Regions from separate parts of the Mus musculus genome. Here region 1 is linked to region 2. Evidence: chromatin contacts called from public promoter capture Hi-C data. All regions are on one chromosome and are shown on one strand. The core of a region is the stretch at or near the end of the contact, and the rest is flanking DNA. Distances in the headings are between cores, read along the strand shown.

Evidence for each region. Promoter capture Hi-C pulls out the DNA fragments that hold promoters and counts their contacts.
Region 1: a promoter capture Hi-C map of macrophages shows a contact between it and region 2, with 6 read pairs. The contact joins the promoter of Dnttip1 here to the promoter of Wfdc16 in region 2. A contact is called at or near these places in 2 of 39 promoter capture datasets (macrophages and stem cell-derived epiblast-like cells), 3 of 115 datasets of contacts at active chromatin or transcription factors (bone marrow-derived macrophages, embryonic stem cells and large pre-B cells) and 2 of 9 other capture datasets (macrophages and pancreatic islet).

What each region holds. Positions count from the first base shown.
Region 1 is chr2:164,742,488-164,747,624 of GRCm38.p6, forward strand. It overlaps Dnttip1 (deoxynucleotidyltransferase, terminal, interacting protein 1), which reads left to right and starts at 3,528. Exons shown (of 13, transcript NM_133763.1): 1 at 3,528-3,671; 2 at 4,220-4,290; 3 at 4,976-5,072. The coding sequence starts at 3,567. Wfdc3 (WAP four-disulfide core domain 3) reads right to left here and starts at 780. Exons shown (of 4, transcript NM_027961.1): 1 at 542-780. The coding sequence starts at 599.
Region 2 is chr2:164,635,871-164,640,685 of GRCm38.p6, forward strand. Wfdc16 (WAP four-disulfide core domain 16) reads right to left here and starts at 2,932. Exons shown (of 4, transcript NM_001012723.2): 1 at 2,895-2,932; 2 at 2,574-2,745; 3 at 1-127. The coding sequence starts at 2,703.

The DNA of each region.
Region 1 (5,137 bases), core at 2,278-4,777, 110 kb after region 2:
TCACAACCATCTGTAGCCCCAGCTCAAGGGGACCCCACTCCCTCTTCTGGCCTCTGAACACACACACACACACACACACACACACACACACACACACACACACACACACTATACACAGAGAGAGACATATACATGAACAAATCTTTAAAAAAAAAACAATTAGGGAATGAGAGTCAACTGTACTCAAGGAACTCAGTATCTCCATGCATCCCTATGTAGACTATCTCTGCAACCTCCATCTCTTCCTGCCACACAGATACCAGCACACTACTACCACTACCACTACTAAAAGACAAATAAACCATGCGTGCTGCAGAGAAAGACAGACAGAGAAAAGGGGACTATTGCATGGTCCTGCCCTAGAAGATAACTTGTAAGTCTTAGTTCCTTGTTGCAAGACAACTGGTCCTCACTTTCCACCCAGTTTTTCCTACAGAGACGATCAGCTCCACAAATGAGGAACTTTAGAGGGGAGTTCTCCACTCCCCTGGTTAACTTTTCTATTAGTTTTTAGCCAAGGACCCCCCCAATGATAGCTCACCGTGCTCTCCTGCAGCTACCCAAGATGCCAGGAACCCAAGAGCAAGAAGTGCCTTCATGAGGAAGAGGTGTCTTAACGTCCTGCTGGCTATGAGAGTCAGGAGCTCAGTTCAGGGGAGAGGTAGCAGCAGAAGGAAGGACTAAGTAGCTCCTGTCAATCTAATCCCAGTGGTTTCTCTGAAGCAATTATCCCCTAAGAACAGCTTCTCCTGACAATGAGAACAGTGATTGGCTGCTGGCGTGTGGGAAATTTCCTGGCACTACCAAAGAGCACATGTGATGGGAGGGACCAAATGCTGCCGTGGGATATACCTAACACTCTTAGTCAAGTGATGAGGTCCCGTGGGAAGCTAGAAAAATGGAGAGGTAGCCTCTGGGTTAAAGGTCAAAGAGAGACCAAAAGGGCTTTGGAAGGACTCAGTTGCAGTCAAAATGACAGAGGGTGAACCAGACCAGTGGTTCTTGCTGGGTCCACACTGGGATTCTGAGAGAAAGGACCAGAGATAAGAAAAATAAACAGTCCAAAGCTGGGGGTGTGAAGGGTCAATGGCCGATGACTCAAGCCAGCAAGTTTATTAATGTCACCACTCTTTACATAGCCTCGGATGGAGAAGCAGAATACAAACCAGTAGGTTACAGGTAGTTACAGCAGAATTACAGGGAGCACTAGCTCCTCTTTTGCAAGGTATATTCTGGTACAGTAAGCAAAGCATTTCATGTCTCAAGGTCTGGAACATTTAACCACAGCTTACGTGGAAACCTGGCCTCAGCCCCCCAGAGCCCTGGCGCCAGTCCATTGCTGGCTTTGCCAAGAATGACCCTGATGGGAACAAAAGCTCAGTGTTCCTTGTTCCGTCCATGGGCTGGAGAGGGGCCTCTGCACCTAGTCCTCGACAGGGAGGAACTGGAAAGACAACTTAAGAAGAAAATAGCCGAGCTAATGATGTAACTTAAGCCTGACACCATGTCCAACTCCGGGAAGAGGAGCATCGGAGTGTTTCAGCATCAATATGAGAAAACAAAAGGGTTGCAGCTTGGTCCCTGTGGACCACATATGCCACTCTTAGACAAAATGAAAGATAGTCATCAAAATTAGAGAGGGCAGCTGCGATGACTCGGTCTTTCATGTCTCCTCTGTCACCTTCTCCCCTGCTTCTTTTTATTTGTATAGCACATGTCCTCCATTGGCTGTGATATCTAATAGTGTCCAGTGACACCGCTGAGCCCAGTAAGGTTAAGGGCAGAGTACAGGTAAAAACGTAACAACAAAAGACTATCTTCATATATCCAAAGCCAGGCATGGTAGTGTCTGCTTGCCATTCCAGTCTTGGGAAGGCAGAGAGAGACAGGTAGATTACACTGTCAGCTTGGGCCTAAATTGAAGCTCAGCCTAGAGCTACAGAGGAGGGTCTTGCCTAAGGGAAAACAAAAACAAAAAAGCCACCATTGTTTAAAGCAAGGAAGTGCCTTGTTAAAAGGTGGATGTTGGGGCTAGAAAGATGGCCCAGCAGTCATGGAGCATGTGTTGCTCTTGTAGAGGACCAGGGTTCAGTTCCCAGCACCCACAGGGAAATTTACAATTATCCATAACTTTATTTCCAAAGGATCCAATACCCTATTCTGACCTCTGCGGATACCAGGTACATAAATGATGTACATACATACATGCATACCAGCAAAACACTCATACACATAAGTAAACCTAAAAAAATAAAAGTGGACGTTGGAACATGGAACAAAACTGGCATTGTTGATTATCTAATATGTGTTTTATATGCAGTATTTTAATACATACAATAATATTTCAGAGGAAAAAGTCCTTAAGTGACGGTTGCTGGAAATTACTATTATATTAGAATAATTTAAGGAGTTACTTATACCAAAGTTTTAAGTGCTTTGCATAAAATAATCCAGCCCTAGTATCAACCATATGACGACTCTGGGGTCAATTTCCAACACGACATAAACCAAACGTGGACTGTGGCATGCCTGTGAACCGGCATTGTGGAGGTGGAGGCAGATCCTTAGTTACATGGTCCAGGCTGGAATACTTGAAACTGTGGACGAATGACCGTGCAATTAGTATGCAGGAGAATAGCGGTAAGCGATCCAGTCCCACAGCCAATGTTCTTAGCCTTTGGCTTTGAGACAGCTCTACACCACAGCTACTTCCTTCCTCGGTGTTGGGGTTATGTTATCACACCAGGCCCTATCCAACGTTAACGATCATATCACATCAGGTTGGAATCTAGATCTTTCCTAACACAAAATTCATATACGTTACACTACCTGCTTCTTGTGACCCGAGAAGAGTTATTTTATCACCCGTAACTGAATCCGAATTCTTTCACAGACAGCTTACCTCTCTGAGGTAGTGCTAAGAGGAGCTCTGGAGAACGCCACAGTTGTTAAACCTTTCATCCCCTACCTATCCCAGAATCAACCATCTAGGGGAGAGAAGGCCAGCTCTCTGCAACAGGACTAGTTCACAAGCCAAAACCCAACTTTCATTCTGATGCCTTTCGACACAAGCGGCAGCCCGCAAAGGCTAGTAGTATGGTGTTTAGGTGTTTGGGTATTTAGGGTGGCACCAACAACCCCTTCTTTTGTTGGCTTTCCCGGTTCCTGAGTCAGACTACTCCAATTCGGGGGAGGCTGTGCTAAGATTTCAGATGTTCCTGCGGTTTTCAAAGATTGAACTTCGGGCTGCCCTCATCCGAAGCCCCGTGCTCCCCCGCTGAAGTGTATGCTCTGCTGCCCTCACACCGCCCTCGTCCCTTGACTGAATGGCCCCCGAACACCCACACTCGGTCCCCAGCCGTTGTCTCCCAGGGGTCTGGAAGCCTCAACGTCGTCCCCGACACCAAAGACGAGGTGGCTCCTAGGCGGCAGTTCGGTTCCCATAGCAACCCCACGGCGCACGCGCGTCGCGCTTCCGGCCGGGTGGCTCGGGCGCTCCCGTGACGTCACGGCGCCGCTTTCCGGTGGCTGAGTCGAGCTGAGGTTGTTGTGGGCCGGGGGGCGCCATGGGGGCGACTGGCGACACCGAGCAGCCGCGGGGCCCCGGCGGGGCGGAGCGAGGTGGCCTGGAGCTGGGCGACGCGGGCGCGGCGGGCCAGCCGGTTCTCACGGTGAGGGCGCCCGGGCGAGGCCGGGGCTCGGGCCGGGCAGGGCCTCGGGCTCCCGGGCCCCGGGCCCGCGGGCGAAAGAACGCGGCGGCCGTGCGGCCCTGGGAATGTCGTTTTCTCAGTGCCGCTACAAGCTGGATTCAGATTGTAGCTAGGTGACGTGGGCCTGATGTGACACCCTCTGAGCGCCAGGTTTCTCTTCTGTGAAATGAACAGCAATAACCCGAGCTTGCTGGAGTTGTGGTGGGATGGGCTGATAAAGGCGGGTAGAACGCCCTGACTCGTCACCCGCCTCATAGTAGACCCTAGGTAAACACTGCTGCCCTTCCTCTTGCTCTTCCAGAAAAAGCGAGCTTTGGACATTGGTGACAGAAAACATTTTCCCAGTTCCTCCACCCTGACAGGGTCTTCCAGCCACTGAATTAATTCCCCTTCACCCCAAGGTGGGAGAAGTGAGAAGCAGGAACGTCTAGGTTTAGCGCCATACTCACTTTCTCCTCATCCTCACTATGAGAAGCCTCGGTGACATTTGCCCACTTGGTCCCCAACAGAACCCTTGGAACATAATGATAAAACATCGGCAGGTGCAGCGAAGGGGCCGCCGATCTCAGATGACCACAAGGTAAGGCTCGACCTGGGTGAGACCTGAGATCCAGTTGTGTGGACTGCAGTGAGTGCTTTGGGAACCCCACTGTAGGAGTCTGAGATCAACAGCCCGTAAAGAGCACAGGAGTGGGGAGGCTGTAACTTCCTGTCACCTTGTCAGGTCCACATCCTAACCAAGCAGGGAAGGAATGAACGTCTAGTCTGTCTCCGTGATTGAAGTCTGTAAGTCAGAGGATGTGAATTCAAGATTACAGACATCTGTTCTAATGCAGACTGAGATGTTTGTTAACACAAGCCTTTAGCTTTTCTTAGACTCTGTTTTCTCAGCTTTGACATGGGGCATCCAGCCTGGGGAAGGGATGGGCCTTGGGAATTCTTCTTGTATTTTTGACCTGGGATAGTGATAATCATTTATTAATTACAATACTTGGCAGAGGCAGGCAGACCTCTGTGAGTTTAAGGCCAGCCTGATCTATGTAGTGAGTTCCAAGACAACCAGACTACATAGTGAGACTCTGTCTCTAAAAAAGGAAAAGAAAAAATATGTGTGTATTATATTTCATAAAATACTTGGAAAATAATTCCTATTTCACAGAGTTATAATGAAATAAATTTTAGAATCCCATGTTGCTAACTAGCTGAGTAGTCTGGGAAGGTCTGTTTGGAACACTCCCCTGACTCTGTCTCCCCAACAACCCCAGTTTCACAGACCCAGCCATCTCTATGGATCTCCTCCGTGCTGTCCTGCAGCCTAGCATCAATGAGGAGATCCAGGGTGTCTTCAACAAGTACATGAAGGTGAGGACCTGGTGACTAAAGCCAACTGTACTACTAAACAAGACTGTACAGCCAGGTGCTGCAGC
Region 2 (4,815 bases), core at 1,682-4,181:
ACGTTGCCGCAGAAGGAGCGGCAGCAGTGAAAGTCCTGCTCACAGTCCAGGTGAGCCCTGCAGTAGCTTGTGCACTGGGTGCTGGTCGGCCGCGTCAGGCAGGGGGGCAGTTTGGGCCTTGTTAAAACTGAAAAGGAATACATAAGCAAGCATTCCCCTAACCAAGAGCATTTCCTCACTACTGCCAGCAGCTCCAGCGCTCGGGGGTCCCCTTCTGCTTCCTCTCCTCGCCCAATAGCCTAGCGGTTTCTTTTTGGTTCTTGGACGAAAGGGCCACTCCCTGATGCCCTCCTTAATCCCACAAGGCACTGTAATGTTATCCATATGGACTTTAAACCCACAAACTTAAGTCTAATTCTCAAAGCAAAAAGTCCTTCATTTTCACTTTATTTCACAGGGTGGGAGGTATTGGGTCCCAGGGTAGGAAATCACCCGGCCTCTTGGCAGTTGACTTTTTGGTTTTTTTTTTTTAATATGGTTACACACTCTGGATACTAAACCCTTGTCAGAGGAGTAGGCTGCAGAAGTTTCCTCACAACCTTTGGGCTGTCTCTTCCTTTAATTTTGCTGTGCCAAAAGCTTTAGAATTTGAGGTCCTCTCCTGAGTTTTTCCTTTATGTCCCGAACTAGTGGAGTCCTCTTCAGAAAGTTGTTGCCTAAGCCTGCAGCCTCAAGTGTCTTCCCCACGGTTTCCTCTAGAACCACTTTCTCAATCTTCCCAACGCTGCGACCCTTCAATACAGTTCCTCATATTGTGGTGACCCCCCCACCATAAAATTATTTTTACTGCTACTTCATAATTAATTTTGCTACTGCTATGAACCTTAATATAAATATCTGATATGCAGGCTCTCTGATATGCAGCCACTGTGGAAGAGATATTTGACTCTTCAAAGGGGTCGAGACCCACAGGTTGAGAACCACTGCTCTAGGCGTTTCATCACCTCCTGCATTACAATAAACATCCCAAAGATGAATACTCTACTCAGATGAATAACAGAAGTAAGAATGACTGATAATGCATGGAAGAATGTTATGCAACCCCTGCCAAATCAGCAAACACTGGCTAGAAAGGTGAGGCGGAGGAAGGGGCCTTTAAAGTGGGTTAGTGGAAAGGGGGTGTGGCTCAGCTGCCATGAGAATCAGAAGGGAGACTCCACAAAACTAATAGAATGACCACAGCACCCCACCATATTATCCTTGGAAATATCTCCCAGGAATCAGAGCACCATACAATAAATACTGCATACCCGTGTTCATGCCAGCAACATTCACAATGTATAGAATTAGCCTAGTCAGCCCATCAATGAATAAATAAACTGTATATACAGAGATATGATAATATATAATAATTATATAATATACATATAATAATGTGTATATGTGTATGTACACACACTATATGTGTGTGTGTGTATATATATATGTATATATATATATTTCATTCTTAGAAAGGATGACATGAATGGAGGCAGACATCATCATGCTAAACAACAGAAGTACAACTCAGAAAGACCAGTGATGTCTATTTTCTCTCATATGAACCTAGTTGTTTTAAAGAGATGAAGTTGGAGTGTCTTACTTGGGGGAAAGAGACCCTGTGGGAGGAAGGATGGAGAGAAGCTGGGGGCAGGGAGCAATATGAATAAAGTACCTCACCTATCATGTGAAAACGTCATGTCAAAACCTATGTTTTGTACAAATAGCATATGTTAACTTTTTAATACAAAGAATCAGGGGCTATTTCAGAAAATCAGAGTTAAGAGTCTCAGCCCCCAATATGACAGCTCACAACTGTCTCTAACTCCAGTTGTGGGGCATCTAATGCCCTCTTCTGGCCTCTGTGGGCACTGCACACATGCGGTGCACAGCCATTCATAGAGGCAAAACACCCATACACAATAAATAAGAACAAAAAGGAAAGAGCCTGCCTTCCACCTCCACTTCTCCATTTCTGGCTGAAACAGCTGCCCAGAAACTCGGCTTTCTCTTGAACACGTTCCTCCTTTCAGTCCTTACCCATCTCCCTTCCACTCAGTAGAATTCAAAACAAAAACAAAAACAAAACCCTACAGGACTTCTACAAAGCTCACATATTCATTTTTCTCAGTATGACCAAGGTTCTAAAACACCCAATTCCCTTTAAATGGTGGGGGCACATAGTAAGAAATCATTAGAAACCCTTTGTCCATGTGTGGTCTGTCTCTGAAGCTCATAACTGAGAATACCGGCTCCCAGCAGCTAGAGCTAGATGCCTCCAGGCAGCCTCTAAACCTCCTGGAACTGCCTAGATGAGTGTTTTCCTGGATAAAAACACAGCGTGGCTGCCACAACCCCCCCCCCGCCCCCCGCCCAACAGACATAAAAACAATGTCTTACTTGCAGCATCAAGATACCCTCCAGGTTGAGACCTAAACATTCGGTTTCCTTCCAGCATCCTGGCTTTCAAAATGAGGGATGTTCTGGGGTGCCCCAGCCCACCCCTGCTTCCTCCCTGCAATGGTACTAGAGAAGGGTTAGGGTTATTCACTTTCTGCCCAGTCCCCACTTTGAAGCCCATCCAAAATACCTACTGTAATCTTGAATTTGGATTTCAGAAAAATATCTGTCCTTCCATCTTGCCAACACTGGCAGGCCTAACGTGCCAAGGAGTAATAGCATCTGGAGAGTGACTTGCCACTTCATGAGGCCAACCGGGGACATCAGGCTGCAAGGCTGGCAGGAGACTCAGTGTTGCAACAGGACCTGTGAGGGGCACAAAGCCTTCCTGGTGGGGAGGTGGGAACACCCATGCCTGCCTGGCCTCCCAGCACCCTGCCTGGTTTGGTACCATGTTCCCCCTCCGTCCACACTACCATCTTGCCTGAGGTCAGCTCTTCACAATGTCCTCTCACCTTCTTTTCCGTTGCCCAGTGGAGCCACTCACACCTTCACATGTTCATGTTTGGGAAAATTTAAAAGCAGGAAAGCACAAGAAAAAAATAGAGGCTCTTAGTTATTCATTACCTAGGGCTGAGCGCTGGAGATCATTTAGGAAACCATCCAGGTTTTCTGCCCTATCAAAATACAGATCTCCTTCATCTACACCTAATTAATTTACACAGTTTTCATAAAGTTGTCATCACATTACACCTACTGATTTAATCAAATATTTATTTTCCATAATATGATTTTTCTGGAGCAAGTGCTATTTTTTCTTGTGCAATACTACACACACACACACACACACACACACACACACACACACACACGTACACACATACACAAATCCTTACTGAATTTTCACCCAGTGAACACACCCATGTAGGCATCACAGGGTTCCATGTCAAATAAAATCAAGGTCAAGTCATGAGTTCATATTTATGTAAACTCAATTGGAATAGAATGGGAGTTTGCTGAAGAAAGGATTTAACCAGTGTCAGGTGAAAGAGTGAGAAATCATGGACCCCATGATGGAGCTGTGATGGAGCCTGTGATGGAGCCCATGATGGAGCCTGTGATGGAGCCTGTGATAGACCTCTGATGGACCCTCTGGTGCAGCCTGTGATGGAGTCTGTGATGGACCCTCTGATGGACTCCAAGATGGAACCTGCAATAGAGTGTACAGTTCTCTAAGGGAAGGGCTCCATGCCTGAGCTGGCTTGCTTGTTCTTTCTTCCCATGTGATGCCCAGTCATGTGTTTGAAAAATACTTTCATTAGTTCTTTGAGAATTTCATACCCTGTATTTTGATTATATTGAGCCCCAACTTCTCCACTTAACTACTTCCAAATCCATCCCTAATTTCCTGTCCTCTTTTTCTTCTCCCATAACCCCTCAACTCCAGTTTGAGCTGCTCACATCCCCCTGATGTGAGCCCATCCACTGGAACACCTAGGTCCTACCAGGGGCTACACCCTGAAAGCAACCATCCATAGCTCCTCGTTTAGGGCTGGGGGCTTGTGAACTCCTTTCCATTCCATGCTAGAATGTTGTCTGGCTTGCTCTTGTGCAGGCAACCACAGCCACTTTGAGTTTGTGGCTGAGGAGTCCTGGCATGTCCCCCAAAACACTGTTTTACTTGGGCCTTCTCCCAACCTCTGATGATTCCACACACTAACAAGCCTGTCAAAGCTGATGCCAGGGCAATGCGTTTGACAATTCACAGTCTCCAGAACCGTGAGCCAAAGACCCTCTCTTTCTTTATGAATCATCACCCAGCCTAGGATAGTCAACTACACCAATAGGAAAGAACCAAGACAGGGATGGCCAGTAGGTGATGGGATGATTGGTCACGGGACAAATTGAAGCCATGGGCCAACTAACAGGATGCCATAGGGTCTCAGCATTCCTGCTGCCATGATCCTGCCTAAGATGAAGCTCAAACCAATTGTGAGGAAACATCAGACAAACTCTGAGTAAGGAGGCATGGTAAGTAAGTGTCGTACATAATTCTCTACATAAGCCATCGTTGTGCAACCAGCAAAACTGAGAGGCCCCCAGGATTGCAGTGTGTGGCCTTCTTCTGCTGATAGTTGAATTGTTCTAATATGGGGAGAAGGGACACTAAAGACCTGAGATTATGGTCTGTCATTCTGGTAATTACCAAGTGCTTCCAAAAAGGTTCTCTGCATTAGGTCTTCAACATTGCCAAAAGCTTGATACTGTTTCACACTAGAAAAAACAAAACAAAACAAAACTAGGAACAATCAAAATACTTTGAGGATATGCTCTGAGGATTGATGGGGCTCAGACGGGAAAAAGTTGGGTGTGGCATCCACCATATAGTTTCAAAAATTATTAAGTAATATAGAAAGCCATCCTCTCTGATGTTTA